2 separate regions of the Ovis aries genome follow, and region 2 is linked to region 1. The links are chromatin contacts, called in public Hi-C maps. All regions are on one chromosome and are shown on one strand. The core of a region is the stretch at or near the end of the contact, and the rest is flanking DNA. Distances in the headings are between cores, read along the strand shown. Region 1 overlaps CTIF (cap binding complex dependent translation initiation factor). Region 2 holds the start of SMAD7 (SMAD family member 7).

Region 1 (7,299 bases), core at 2,319-4,818:
CCCATTTTACTCAGGCCAGAAACTCAGGAGTTCCCCTTTAGTTCAGTTCAGTCGCTCAGTCATGTCTGACTCTTTGCTACCTCATGGACTGTAGCACGCCAGGCCTCCCTGTCCATCACCAACTCCCGGAGTTTACTCAAACTCATGTCCATTCAGTCGGTGATGCCACCAACCATCTCATCCTCTGTCATCCCCTTCTCCTCCCGCCTTCAGTCTTTCCCAGCATCAGGGTCTTTTCAGATGCGTTCCCCTTAATTCCTCCCTTTTCCCCCTGTTGCTGTCTACAAATCCTGTAGCTTCAGCTGGCATCCGTGCCCCCAAATAGGCAGCTCATCTACCCTCTGTCCTGTCATGCTACCATCACCTTGGATTGGACTTCAAATAACTCCAAACTGGTCCTCTCTACCTCTTTGCCCCACTTTCCTTCATCTTAGATGAAAGGCCTCTTGGAAGGCAGGTGTGCCGCCACCAAGGACTCACAGAGGTGTTTCCAAGCCAGTGCCCCTCTTGAGTTGGGTGTGCTAGGCTGCCCAGGCCTGGGTGAGACTCCGGGCTCAGCTCCACCTGGAGAATGTCTCGCCTGGGTCCTTGCACAGGTGCAGGTACTCTCACAGATGCTAGAAGGAAAGAGAGGAACAGGATTGACTTTTTTTTAATGTCCCCCTGAAACTAGTCTCCTTTCTTGTCATGCTTCACGTAACGCACGTAGATGGATAATGTGTGGGTGAGTGTGGAGACACGCACATGTACACTGGCTCCAGATGCATGCATCGCCTTGAATTTAGTGTAGGAGCCTTCGCCGAGGCGGGGTGTTCATCATTAAGTCCTTCTCCAGAAGTTCATTTGATGGCCTCTTAGCCAGAAGCGTGGAGAAGTTGATGTCCTTTGGGATTTACTAAAGGACAGGCAACACAGCTAACACAGGTGGGCCATGAGTGAGACCCCTGACAAAGGCCTGGAAGCGTGTGGTCACAGGCAGATGCTCAGGGCAGCCGCAGCACTCACACCTGACCTGCACAGATGCGAGATGCGCATCTCCAGGCCTGGGTGCCTCCACCAGCCATTCCCCCTTGGCTCAAAGACTCAGGGGCGTCCCGACTGGCCGCCACCCCGTCAGTTCCGGGGACTGTGGGCAGCAGCTCTGGTATGGTTCTCAGCTACCACTTTGCTCCCTCTCCTCTGTCTCAGTCACCTTTCACCGGAATTGCCCCACCAGCCTTCTACCCGGGCTCATCCCCGTCTCTGTGGACTCCAGACTGATGGGACTCTCACGGGGTCACTGCCTGGAAAGTTCTTCCCTCCCCCCGGCTCCCGATCCCACTGTTTCCCCAGCTCCACATCAGAGTGTCAGTTTAGAGCTCCCCCAGGAAGCCTCTTCCGGGCTTCTTCTCCCCGCACAGATGAAGATGGTCCTTTCTGCCACCCCGCACCACCCTTAGTTCTGAGCAGAACTGAGAGCTGCTGCTGCTGAAGCCAGATACTGCTCTGAATATGTCTCATAGATTATCTCGTTTAGTGCTACTCACACCCCACCCCGACACACACACTTTCCAGATGAGGAAACCGAGACGCAGAAAAGTTATCTGTGCAACATACACAGCAGGTGACTGAGTCAGGATTAGGACCTAGGCAGTCTCGCTTTACAGGCCCAGCTGCCATCACTGTCCCACTTGTGCAAAGTCTGTCTTCTTTATTAGATTAGTAGGTCTACAGGTGAGGACAGGACTCATGTTCCTTGCTGAATGAGTGAGTGGGTGATTGAATGAATGAATGAAAGATGTTCTATCCCTTCAGACCTGTGTGTCACTGGTGGGGCTGCGTCCAGGGAATAGAGAGGCTCTTGAGTGACTTGGCCCCAGCCAGCACGTGCTTTCCTTCAAATCCAATTCACGGGTCTTCTGAGAGGGCCCACTGGACGCCAAGTTCCCATGTGAGCAAAGACTAGTCTAGACTCCAGGTAGAACTGGGCAGAACCAAATAACTGCCCCCGGGCTGTGAGTCTTGAGGCTTCTCCCTCCAGGGGGATCAGGAAAGGAGGTCAGAGAAGGCTTTGTGGGAAGGGACATCTCTCAGCCTATCTTGAGAGATCCGGTAACTGGAGCCAAGGGGAGAAAAGGCGGAGACCCAGCTGAGTCAGTGAGGAGCAAAGGCCAGAGGCAGATAAGGACCAGATGTGTTCATAGATGGCTTTGGCTGGACCAGAGATCTGTGGTGGGGAGCAGGGCGCGAGGCAGGAAGGGCCCCTGGGGAGGAAGTGGGTCAGTGGGCTGAGCTCTTGATCCCCTGCCGTCAGTTGGACCAGGTAACAATGCGTGGGTAACACAGATATGGATTCGCATGCTCACTCACCCAAAGAGATCATCTCAATTTAGAAAGACTCACCTATTATGAAAATGTATACTCTACTAAGGGTAAGGCTCGAAACCCAAGCCAACTCCCAGGTGCCCGTTAAATACTCCTTTATCTCCAACCTTGGACTTGGCAGTGAGTCCTTCTGCTGTCCCCAGGCAGCCCTGGACCCTTTCTCAGCCCAGACCTGTGTGCCCCTCCGTTTGGGTGGCTGCTGCTCTGAGTGCAGATGCTTATGCCTGGAGCACAGCCCTGTTTGTCTCAGCTTGATTGGCCCAGCCGTCCCCGTCCGATGGGTCCTCGGTTACCACCTTGCACCCAAACCCACCACAGAACCAGCCAACCTCCTTCACCCAATGGCCAGGCCCCCCCTGCCCAGCTGCTGCAGTGTGGCTTCAAACTCCATCCACCTCTACCACCCTGGGAAGACTGGCACCGCTGCCTGGAACCCAGCTTTTATTCCTTGTAGGGCAGGCCAAGATGATGGCACTGGAGAAGGACATGGTCTAAGCAAAGGCTTCTTCAGCGTTCCATGCTTGGGGACAGAGTAAGAGGCTCTTACTCCGTGTCCCAGCTCCTCAAGGTTCCCCTCTGGTTTCTGGTGCCCTCCCCCACTCAGACCCCTGCCAAGTCTGGAGTTGGGAGCAGGGGCCTCTGGTTGACTTGGGCATGTCATGAAGAACTTCTGAGAAGCTTCCTCCCAGGCTCACGACAAAGTGGCTGGGCTTGGCCTTCAGATGACCTTGTGCCCACCAGTGAGCAGGGCCGCACCCCTGGACTCTATGCACAGGGCAGCCTTTCCTCGGAAACCAGGAGGTGACCCTCTGTAGCAGTGCCCCCAGCCTGGTCCCCTCTGAGCCTGCAGAGAAGTCAGCCCTCCGTCCATTCCTGCCTCCCTACCACTTTTTTCTGATTAAGGTTTCTTTGGCTTCTTTAAAAGGGATTGTCTTGCACCCCAAGAGGCCTCCTGTCTTCCCAAAGGGCCCAACGTGTTCTGATGTGCTTACACCCTGGAGAGGGCAGGAAGGTGGTGGGTGTGAGGGGCGGACTCCCTCAGGGACATGTGTGGCTCGACAGCGGCTCGGCCACCCAGGAAAGCTCACCCACGGGAGGAAGGCCTCTTGCGCAAGCGATGCCGGGCAGGCGCTCTGAGCTGGCCCGTCGGCCCTGGCACGCGGCTGGGCCTGTTAGGAAATCCAGGAGCCGCTCTGTCTGCTTTCCAGCAGGCGCCACTTCTCTTTCCACTGCTTTGCTCAATTCACGGCCCAGCTCCAGGGCCAGGCGGGCGGGCGGGCGGGCAAGCAAGCCGGGCACCCTCTGCCACAGGCCCAGTGCCCAGGAACGCCTGCTCCTGCCTCAGCCCTGCTAGCTGTCACAGGATCCCCGGGCTGGGGCTGCAGAACTGTGATTAGGCCGGCCAGTCCGCAGGCTGTTGTGGCCATCTCGGGTGGGAGGGCAGGGTGACTCTCGGGGAAGGATTCCAGACTGTTTCCTTCTCGGTTGAGCTCCACCGCCCTTATCTCCTTTCCTGCCAGGCGGGACTCCTCACTAGTCACACAAAAGAAAACCCCACCCAAGACGCACAACCCCCACGACCCCCCTGATGGGCTTGAAGGGGGAGGGCTCGCCACTGGCTCCTTCAGGCCACCCATTTGTCAGTGTACATTGAGCTTCTGTCGTGGGCCCAGAAGGGGTTGGAGGGGCAGGTCAAAGAGACCAGAACCACCAAAAACTGGTGCCACCCTGGAGGCTGTCTGAAATCTCTTGGCCCTGTCAATAAGCTGAGATCCGTCTTTTTTTTCCCCCATGCCCTACTGCAGATCTTTTCTTCTAATTGATTTTTATTGGAGTCTAGTTGCTTTACAGCGTTGCGTTAGTTCTACAGTACAGCGCAGTGAAGCAGCTATACAAATAATGAGATCTCTCTTGGAGGAAAAACAGCCCAGTTGGGGCAGGCCGGGGGGAGGGGGAGTGCAGGCAAAGGCCAGCCACTAGGTTCAGGGGTGATTGGGATATGAGATGGGGGTCGTTGTGGGACTGAGTAGAACAAGGGGTGGGAGACATAAGAATAAGCGTATACGACACAGCCCCTCGCTCTAGCATCTTGCAGGCCTGGGTATTTACTCCCAGTTCACAGAGTATTGGGATACAGGACTGATAATTGTAAGAGAGAAGACTGAAGAACTGGGATGTCAGCTGATTCCACAGTTTACAAGGCTCAGGAGAGCTGAACGTAGAGCCCCGGCCCTGCTGCTCCTAACTCTGTCTCAGGCCCGCTGCTGAGCCTCAGAAGAACAGTCTGGCCCCAGCATATTCAGGCTTGCTGTTGGGCTGCACTTCCTGGAGGCAGGGGGCTGGCCTAGTTGACCCCTCAAGGTCTCGTTCCAGCCCAGCGGCTGGGGCCCATTCTACAGGCAAGTTGCTATGGGAACTATAACTTTGAATTTCCTGGCTCTGGGGCTGTGAAAATCACAACCTGAACCTTCCGTTGATGTGGGTTTCTCGATTAATTTCCTGTTTGATTGTTTACTTTAGAGAGCGGAAAATGCCTTTGCAGGCAGCTAGTTCCCTCCACCAAGACGCTTATCACGCCCTCCCCCCAGAGCCAGCAAGGTCAAGTCCAGGCCTCAGGTGGGAGGAGGTTGTGGTGGGGCGAGCGGCGGGGAGCTAAGGCCTGGGGCCAGGGGCCAGGGGCTCCAGGATAGCCAGCTCAAAGCAGACTGGCTGCCGGGGCTGCCCTCGCCCTCCCTGCCCTCTCCTGCCTGCGTCGGCCGGAGGGGCCCGGGCTGGTGGGTGCCAGGAGAGACCTGTGAGTTCAGAGAGAGGCTGGTCCCGTGAGGGGTATCTGCCCACTGCCCCGGGCCTCAGGCCTGGTCCCCAGCCAGCTGAAACCACCCCCTGCCCCATCTCAGAGAGCCATCAGATTCTGAGTCAGACGCAAAATGCAGTCATTCCTTCAGAGGAGCGTCCAGAGGGTGCTATAGTGGGGTGATGGCCCCAGGTGCCCCCAGTGCGTCCAGGCCTGCTCTCCTGGCCTCCTCCCCAGAGGGAGCTTGGAGAACAGCTTCATTTCCATCTGCCTCCCCTACAACCACCCTCCCCCGGGACCGCCGGCAAGGAGCAGTGGGTGGTGCTCAGTTCAGTTCAGCCACCCAGTCGCGTCCAACTCTTTGCAACCCCATGGACTGCAGCACGCCAGGCCTCCCTGTCCATCACCAACTCCCGGAGCTTGCTCAGACTCTTGTCCATCAAGTCGGTGATGCCATCCAACCATCTCATCCTCTGCTGTCCCCTTCTTCTCCCACCTTCAATCTTTCCCAGCATCAGGGTCTTTTCAGATGAGTCAGTTCTTCGCATCAGGTGGCCAAAGTATTGGAGCTTCAGCTTCAGCATCAGTTCTTACAATGAATATTCAAGACTGATTTCCTTTAGAATGGACTGGTTGGATCTCCTTGCAGTCCAAGCGACTCTCAAGAGTCTTCTCCAACACCACAGTTCAAAAGCATCAATTCTTCGGTGCTCAGTTTTCTTTATGGTCCAAATCTCACATTATACATGACCACTGGAAAAACCACGGCTTTGGCTATACAGCCCTTTGTCAGCAAAATAATGTCTGCTTTTTAATATGCTATCTAGGTGGTTCATAGCTTTTCTTCCAAGGAGCAAGCATCTTTTAATTTCATGGCTGCAGTCCTCATCTGAAGTAATTATGGAGCCCAAGAAAGTAAAGTCTTTCACTGTTTCCATTGTTTCCCTATCTAGTTGCCATGAAGTGATGGGACCGGATGCCATGATCTTAGTTTTCTGAATGTTGAGCTTTAAGCCAACTTTTTCACTCTCTTTCACTTTCATCAAGAGGCTCTTTAGTTCCTCTTTGCTTTCTGCCATAAGGGTGGTGTCATCTGCGTATCTGAGGTTTTTGATGTTTCTCCCGGCAGTCTTGATTCCAGCTTGTGCTTCAGCTGGACGCTGGTGCTCATGTTGCCATAATTCTGTCCTGTTCCAGCTCCCACCCTGGGAAGGAGTCCGCCCTGGCAGGCCAGGTGGGGCGCTGCAGCAGGCGTCCTGACTGGCAGTAAGAACCGCCTGCCACTGAGAGCGGGGCTGCTTAGACACCTTTGGGGCCTCTTCCCCACCCCCACCTGCTGAACCCCCAGAGACAGGCATGAGCACCTGGGCACCAGGGGAGGAGGAAGAACAGGCTAGAGGTGTCCTGACTGGGCAGATAGTGACTGGGGAGCAGGGGGCTCCCAGCTCCTCAGCCCTTCCCCTTGTCTGGGCCTTTAACTATAATGTGTCATCCTAATCAGGGCACTTTTGAAAGCTAAAGGAATATTACTAATCATTTGAGATAATCACTGGAACCATCCCAGGCAAACTGGGGTGTGTGGTCACCCCATCTTTGCTGACTTCTCCCCATTGGCCTTATTGATGTGGGGCCTACTCGTGGGGCGGCTGTTATGTCCTTGACTTTGGAGGCAGACTCTACCTGGATTCCAAAGCCAGTTTCCATTACTCATGCTCACCAGGACTTCATTTCACTCTCCATGCCTCAGTTCCTGCAGGTATAAAGTGAGGTTAATTACAATGTTATTTGGGTTTCCCCAGTGGCTCAGCAGTAAAGAATCCTCCTGCAATGCCGGAGACATGGGTTTGATCCCTGGATCAGGAAGATCCCCTGGAGAAGGGCATGGCAACCCCACTCCAGTATTTTTGCCTGGAGAATCCCATGGACAGAGGAGCCTGGCGGGCGGTCCATGGGCTCGCAAAGAGTCGAACATGACTGAAGCGATGAAGCACAATTACAATATTTAACTCAGATAAACTGGTATGAGGATAAAAATGGATTTTAAAACATGCACAAGCATGGAGCTTGGCATCTGAAGTAAGCGCTCCAAAAATGTAAGTCAGATTAAGGCCCTATAGATGTGATTCAGCCCCCAGAGACCC
Region 2 (6,593 bases), core at 561-3,060, 100 kb after region 1:
GACCTTTGGCACCTCGCACCGCCTTGCCCAGGCAGCAGACAGCCCTGCCTGCGCCGCCGCCGCCGCCGGCCCCATGCGCCCGGCCGTCCGTCGCCCCTTCTCCCCGCAGCTCGCCTCCTCCTCCGCCTCCCCCCGCGCCCTCCTCCTCGTCCTCGCCGCCGGGCGCACGGCTCCTCCAGAGACGCCGGACGAGCGCAGATCGTTTGGTCCTGAACATGCGGGGCGAGGAGGCGAGGAGAAAAGTCGTTGGCCGGCTAAGGAGCGAACATGACCTCCGCACACCATGAAGAAGTCGGGCGCCGAGTTGGGGCAGCAGGCGCAGGCGACAGCAGCAGCAGCAGGGGCCCTGGCAGGAGCGGCGGCGGCCCGAGGGGCGCTCCGTGGCATGCGCCAGTCTCCCGGAGGCCGGAGCGCGCGCGGGGGCCCGGGGGCGCCCGCCGGGGCTCGGGGGCCTGCGCTCTGGCTGCCCCACCCCGCGCGGCCCGCGCCGTGCGCCGCTCGCGGGCCCCGGCGCACCCCGGAGGAACGCGGCCGCCGCTTCCCCGGGGGCGGCGAAGCCTACCCGGGTCGGCGCCTCCCCAAAAAGAGGCCCCCCCGCAGTGGCTCCCGAGTGTCGGGCTCGCCAGCCTCGGCTGCCTACATGGAAGATCCGCGGCGGCAAAAAACGAAAGGCGTTCGGCAGGGCTGCTGGAGGGAGGAAAAAGCCTCTTTCCCCCTTGCTAAGCAACTTAATTTGGGGGTGGGGAGAAGCAATTAAAAAAAAAAAGCAGGCACGCGATTTATTTTTTTCCTCTATATCCTTAGTAACCGGATCTCCTTGAATTCCGTGCACACGAAGACTCGGGGGAGGGGGCTGAGTGGACTTCACCCCACATGAGATGTCTGGCGAAATAAGGAGGCTCTCAAAATCTAAGAACCAAACATGCAAAGCCCCAAATGAAAAACACCACCTCCTCGCACCCCGGAGGTCTGGGGGCGTCCGGCTGGAGCTGGGGTTTAAAAAAAGAAAATGTTTACAAAGTAGAACGAGACGTTTCAGGGGTGGAAAAAAAACGTATCCACGAGTTACATCCCCCTTTTTTCCTTGCAGAGCCCCGCTGGTCTTCCTCTCCTTTTCTTCTGCCAAGGAAAAAAAAAATCCTATATATATATTTTTTAATCCACAGAAAGCTTTGGCTAGGCTGCTTCAATCCTTCGCATCTGGGTGGTTTAGGGGAGTCTCTGGCCTTTCCTCTTGCGCTCCCGGGGGCCCCGGTCGTCGGCGGGGACTTCCTTGGGGCTGGCGGGGGCGCAGGGGCAGAAGATGCTGCGGCGGCGGCGGCTGCGCCCCGCGGGGCTGACAGCGCGGGGGAGGGCGGCGCGGCGGCCGCGGCGGGCCCCTGGCGGGCGGCGCGCTCTCGCCCTCTGCTCTCTAGCGCGGGGGCCACCGGCGCCCCCTCCCCGGGTTGCGGCTGGCCGCCGGGGCTCCCCGTAAAAGGCTGCTCGCCCCGACTCGGCTGCGGCGACTGGAGGCCCCGGTTGTCCCTCACGCCGCCTTCTCCGAGAGACTCTCCTCGTCGCGGCCGGGAGCCTCCTTGTCCCCCCGTCCGCCCTCTCCTGGCACTCGGGTCCTTCTGCCGCCGCCCGGGGTTCGCCGCGCCGCACTCAGGGGCTCCTGGGCCGGGCGCTCGGCAGCTCGGCGCCGGCGGGCTGGCTCTCGTCTCGGGCAGCTCTCTCCGGCGCGGCGAGCGGACCGAGCACGGCGCCCGGCTGGCTCGGCTGGCGCGGCTCGGGGACAGGCTCCTCCGTGCGCGGAGCAGGCGAGCGAGTGTGCCCGGGGCTCGCCGCCTCCCGCAAGGCCTCCCGCCCCCGCCCCCTTCCCTCCCCCTTCCTCCCCCTTCCCTCCCCCGCCCCCCAGCCGCCGCCGCCTCCTCCCCGCCCCCCCCCCCCCCCCCCGGGCCCTCTGCTCTGCTGGTTCCACTGCGCAGTGGCGCGCCCGGCTCCGGCCTCGTCACGTGGCCGTCTAGACACCCTGTCGCTTTAAAAAAAAAAAAAGCGATTGTGTTTCGCAAACAACAGATCGGGTTTCTAAAAGCTATTTCTCCCCCCCCCCCACCCCGCTCACCAAATCCCCGCCACCGCCACCCGCCTGGGTCTGCAGAGGGGGGACCGATATGGGGCGGGAGCGGGGGTGGATAAAGGTGGGGAGCAGAGAAGCTCCCGGGGTTGACGGAGACCTGGCGAAATCAGAGGAGAAATGGGAAGACCCAAGAGCACCGATCGGGCACCGCCGGCGAGTTTTGGAGCGAAGCGAGCGGGCCGGTGGCCGGATTTAGACCCAGCCCGCGGAGCCTCGCGGGGGCTGTCCCGCGCGCGCTCGCTCTAACGCTTCATTCATTCGTTTTGTTTTAAAGGCCCTGGCGACGGATCCCCTGGCCGCCGCGCGGGAGGGAAGGGGGAGGAGAGCGCTGTCTCCGCGTAAAAGACATTTACACCGGACTGGACCGAGGCCCTGGGAAGTGCGCGCTGGAGGGAACAGCCGGCCCGCGAGGGCGGGGAGGCGGCGCGAATGTGACCTCAGCGGCGGCCGCGCGCTCCCTCCCGCCCTCTCCCGCTCGGGGCTCGGGTTTCTAGGACTGCCTGGAGAAGTGTGTCTTGTGCAAAGCTCTGGAATGCATTTGGCTGCCTGACGAGTTGCGAGGGGCAGCATCTTGGCGGGAGGTGGCGGGGGTGTGTGTGGGGGTGCTCGCCCGCCCGCCGCGGGCAGGTTTCCTCCGGAGCCCGGAAGACCTCCGCCACTCCGCCTCCCGGCGCGGGAAGGTTACCTTCCGAGGAGACCTGCATGCATATGCATGCGGGGCCTGTTTCTTCCCCTCCTCGGCCCCGTAGCTTTCTGTGGCGCTTAGAGTCAGTGAGTTTATCCCCTTACCCCAGGCCATAGAGAAAGCGTAGACCCACCTGGCCGACTGGTGCATAGACACGCTAAGGCGTTGATGGGGCAAAGCACCAGATAGCGTTTACTTCGTGAAAGCTGTTGGTGCTGAGAAGCGTCATGATTTAAATATATAAGCGTTAGTATCGACGAGGCCACTAGTTGGCATGGTGGTCTAACCTCACATCTTATTCAATGAAATAATAAATATATTTTTTTAAGTCATTTAGAATTGTGAGGTCAGGATGACAATCAAACTCACTGGGGATTTTAATGACTTTTTTTTTTTTAATGAATCTTTTAAAAAAGGTGAAATGAACTGTTTTCATTTTCTCAGCTAAATTATGCCCCTTTTAAAGGAAAAGGCACCAAAAAAGGGAAAACGTAATAAAAGGAAAAGGCACTGATGAACCTCAACTCAGCCCCTTCCCTTCCAGCAACTTAAAAGCCATCTACATGCTATAGATGCTTAATAACTATTTAGGAACCAACAGAGTTGGATAGGTATTTCCACCTTCTCCCCCTACCCCAACCCACCAAGAGCACCTTTGGAGATATATTATGTGGTAATATAATATTATATAATATATAAGGGAGAAAATCATTATCATCTCTAAGCAAGGGGCCCTGAAGCTCATTGACCTAGAAGAGCCAGAAATGCCAAGCAGGGCAGAAAGGTGTACAACAGGGCAGCAGCTGGGATTCTAAACATTTACTTTGTAAGCCACATAGCTGCAATTGTATAAGATCATAGTTTAGTTACAGTTAAAAATAGTGCTGGGCTTCCCTGGTGGTCCAGTGGCTAAGACTCCATGCCTCAATGCAGGAGGCCTACGATCGATCCCTACCCAGGGAACTGGATCCAACATGCCTCAACTAAGAGTTTGCTTGCCAGGATTGAAAGATCCCACGTGCAGGATCTAACACCCAGTGCATAAATATTTTTTTTAATATATTGCTTATTGAAAAGGGCATTGAAACCTGTGTATGTGTGTGAAACTTTCTGAACAAGCAACCTACAAAGATAGCAGCCGAGAAAGCCCAGGAAAAAATGGGTTATCCCACCATCATAGGCTAAAGAGGTAGAAATGGGATTTTGGAGGTATCTGAGAAATGATACACTCACCTCAGAAAGGCTTAGAAAGAATGCCAAACTAGAAGTCAGAAAACCTGATTCCTGCCTGGGACTCTGCCATGCGTGTGTGCTCAGTCGTGCCTAACTCTTTGTGACCCCATGGATTGTAGCCCGCCAGGTTCCTCTGTCCATGGGATTTCCCAAGCAAGAATACTGGAGTAGCTTGCCATTTCCTCCTCCAGGGGCTCTTCCTGTCCCAGGGATCGAACTCACATCTCCTGGTCTCCTGCACTGGCAGGTGGATTCTTTACCACTGAGCTTCCCCTCCCTGGGAAGCCCCTGGGTCTCTGCCATTCACTGGTTAAATAACTTGCACTAGAGGTGATCCTCGCATTAGAAGAGCACTTGGCAAGATTTAAAAAGGTTTCTGGGTAAGTTTCCTGCCCTCTCAGGGTCCCATTCCCACTCTCTGCTCTGGGCATTGCTAGAAGATGTTCACTTTCCTAGCGAGGCTAGGCCAGGCTGCAAAGTGACGAGAAGGACTTAAATAAGCAGTGAAAGCAAAAGGCATAATTCTGCTTAAGCTTCTTGGCTAAATAGAGAACCTGATGATTCTGGGAGATGTGGCCAGTGGTGCTTACACTCTGGGATGTGAGGCTGGAGCACACACAGGGCAGGTAGATTTAGTGGGTGTTTCAGTTGAATCTGACGTCACAACTTGTCTGGGAGGAACATGCATATACTTGCAAAGATATGTTCCCATATAGTGTAATTGTGGGTGCTTTAATTCAGGCGTCACTCCTGTCTTCCCCTCTGTGCATGGCTTTCCTCTTCCATTTTACTGCCCTAGGTAGACAGTGGGTGGGTTGCTGGGCAAGTACCTGCAGTGGCTGGTGCTGCTTTATAGCTCCTTGGCATCCCCTGAATCAGTTAACATCCCAAGCTTTCCTGAGAGCCAGCCCCACCCTGTTCACATTCTTATTCCTTTCCTTTCCAAGAAAGAAGCTGGACTGTAGAGGAACTCCTGACTGGCTAGTGTGCCTAGAAAGGGAGTTCCTTTCCTTTTCTTTCCACGGGCACAAATGAAACCAACAAGCACCCAGTTTCAAACTATTCTAATCCTTAAAAAAAAAAAGTTTAGGAGTTCACCGAACTATTGTGAATGAGTTTGATTCTAATCACTTGCTGGCAAGGAATATGGAATAAAATGTTTCATTTGCAGTTGTTTATTTCCTGTTGTGGCTTCTATTTTCATCTTTTAGTCACTTTGGTGATAGTAATCAAACCCTAATCATGGTGCGGCCACAAGTCACAGAGACCAAAATAACTTGCAGCGGAGTTATGACAAACAAGGATGGAGTCAGCTAAAGACCTGGCTACTTAATCACTGGCCCCTGGCACCCAAAGGACTGTGGGGGCCGCCATTTGACTAACCCCGCCATTTGACCGACCAGTGGCTGAGCATCTAGAGGAGAGAGGAAGCTGGAGGGAAATTGCTCCAAGGCCCGAGGTCTTGAGCAGTCAGGGCCCCAGGGTGCGAGAGGAAGGAGGGCAGCGGAGCATATACAGGAAGTGGAGGAGAATCAGGTGAGCTGTCCACAACTGCCAGGGGGGAAACTGACATGAAAGAGAAAGAGGAGAACAGAAAAAGAGAACTGGCAAACCCTCTACAGCTGCAAGTGGCTAAGCAATCACTAAAATAAATAAATAAAAACCTCTGCTCGGGGAAGGCAGGATTCCTCCTCTCAGGACTTTTCTCCTGTTCAGTGGTTCTTGGAAAAGAAAGGTCGAGAGAGGCCCCAAAGGGCAGGTGGGTGTGTTGGTGTTGGGGCCAAGGACCAAGGCAGGGATGAGGATTTTTCCTTGCAGAAGCCAAAAATGAAACGATTAAAGAGGCAAAAGAAAAAGAAAAAAAAGTGTTGAAAAAATATCGACATTTCTTCTGCAACTGTCCCCTGAAAAATGTGTGCACCCTCAACCATCCTGAACTGGCAACAATACAACTGGAAGTGATGGCTCATGAAAGAAAGACAGCGTGAGTGAGGCTGATGTGACAATCAGCACTTCCTGGCTTACCTTAGGAGAACGAGAAGGTAAGTGAATGAAATGCATCCAATTCACCGTCAAATAAAGATGCTATAAGTCCTGACTCATCAAACATGCTTGTGTTACAGGCATGCTGTCAACTGATCCATAACATTTGCCAGGTGACTCTCCAGGGCTCTTGGCGAGGTCCTGGGGGCCAGAGGGGGAGGGGCAGGGTGAAATGAATGTTCTTATGAAGGAGTTGAGAGAAACATCCAGGAAAAGCAAAGACCTAGGACAACAGAGACATTCAAATATATAGTCACAGATTCCTCCAGGGATGGCTGAAGAAAACGGCTGGGAGGAAAACTTAATTGCATGTAACTTTCTGTACCTTTTCAACTTTGCACCTTGTGAATGTGCCATTGATTCAAAAATATACTAATTTGAAGGTTTACTCTTTTTTTTTTTTAATCCATGTCTGCTTTTCTCATTTCCTGAAATTTGCTATTCTGATGTCCTTGTAGAAAAGGACGACAAGTTGGCGAGGTCCCATGTGGAAGTGAGGCTGCAGACAGCGTC

What was found. A called contact is a pair of places that touch in the nucleus more often than the background predicts.
Region 2: a contact with region 1 is called in a Hi-C map of liver, with 4 times the contacts expected there. The contact joins the promoter of SMAD7 here to the enhancer-like site in region 1. A contact is called at or near these places in 5 of 16 Hi-C or Micro-C datasets (hypothalamus, liver, mesenteric adipose tissue and 2 more).

Annotation. Positions count from the first base shown.
Region 1 is chr23:48,848,878-48,856,176 of ARS-UI_Ramb_v3.0, forward strand. The region is part of intron 11 of CTIF (cap binding complex dependent translation initiation factor); the gene reads left to right. Among named protein-coding and RNA genes, the nearest start is that of TRNAS-GGA, 61 kb to the left of the region's middle. Within about 2 kb of position 3,569, at least 18 of the 54 cell types and tissues checked have an H3K27ac peak or open chromatin away from gene starts, as enhancers often do. A contact at or near this core is called in hypothalamus, liver and muscle, where this site is marked.
Region 2 is chr23:48,952,859-48,959,451 of ARS-UI_Ramb_v3.0, forward strand. It overlaps SMAD7 (SMAD family member 7), which reads right to left and starts at 1,811. Exons shown (of 4, transcript XM_012103894.5): 1 at 1-1,811. The coding sequence starts at 217.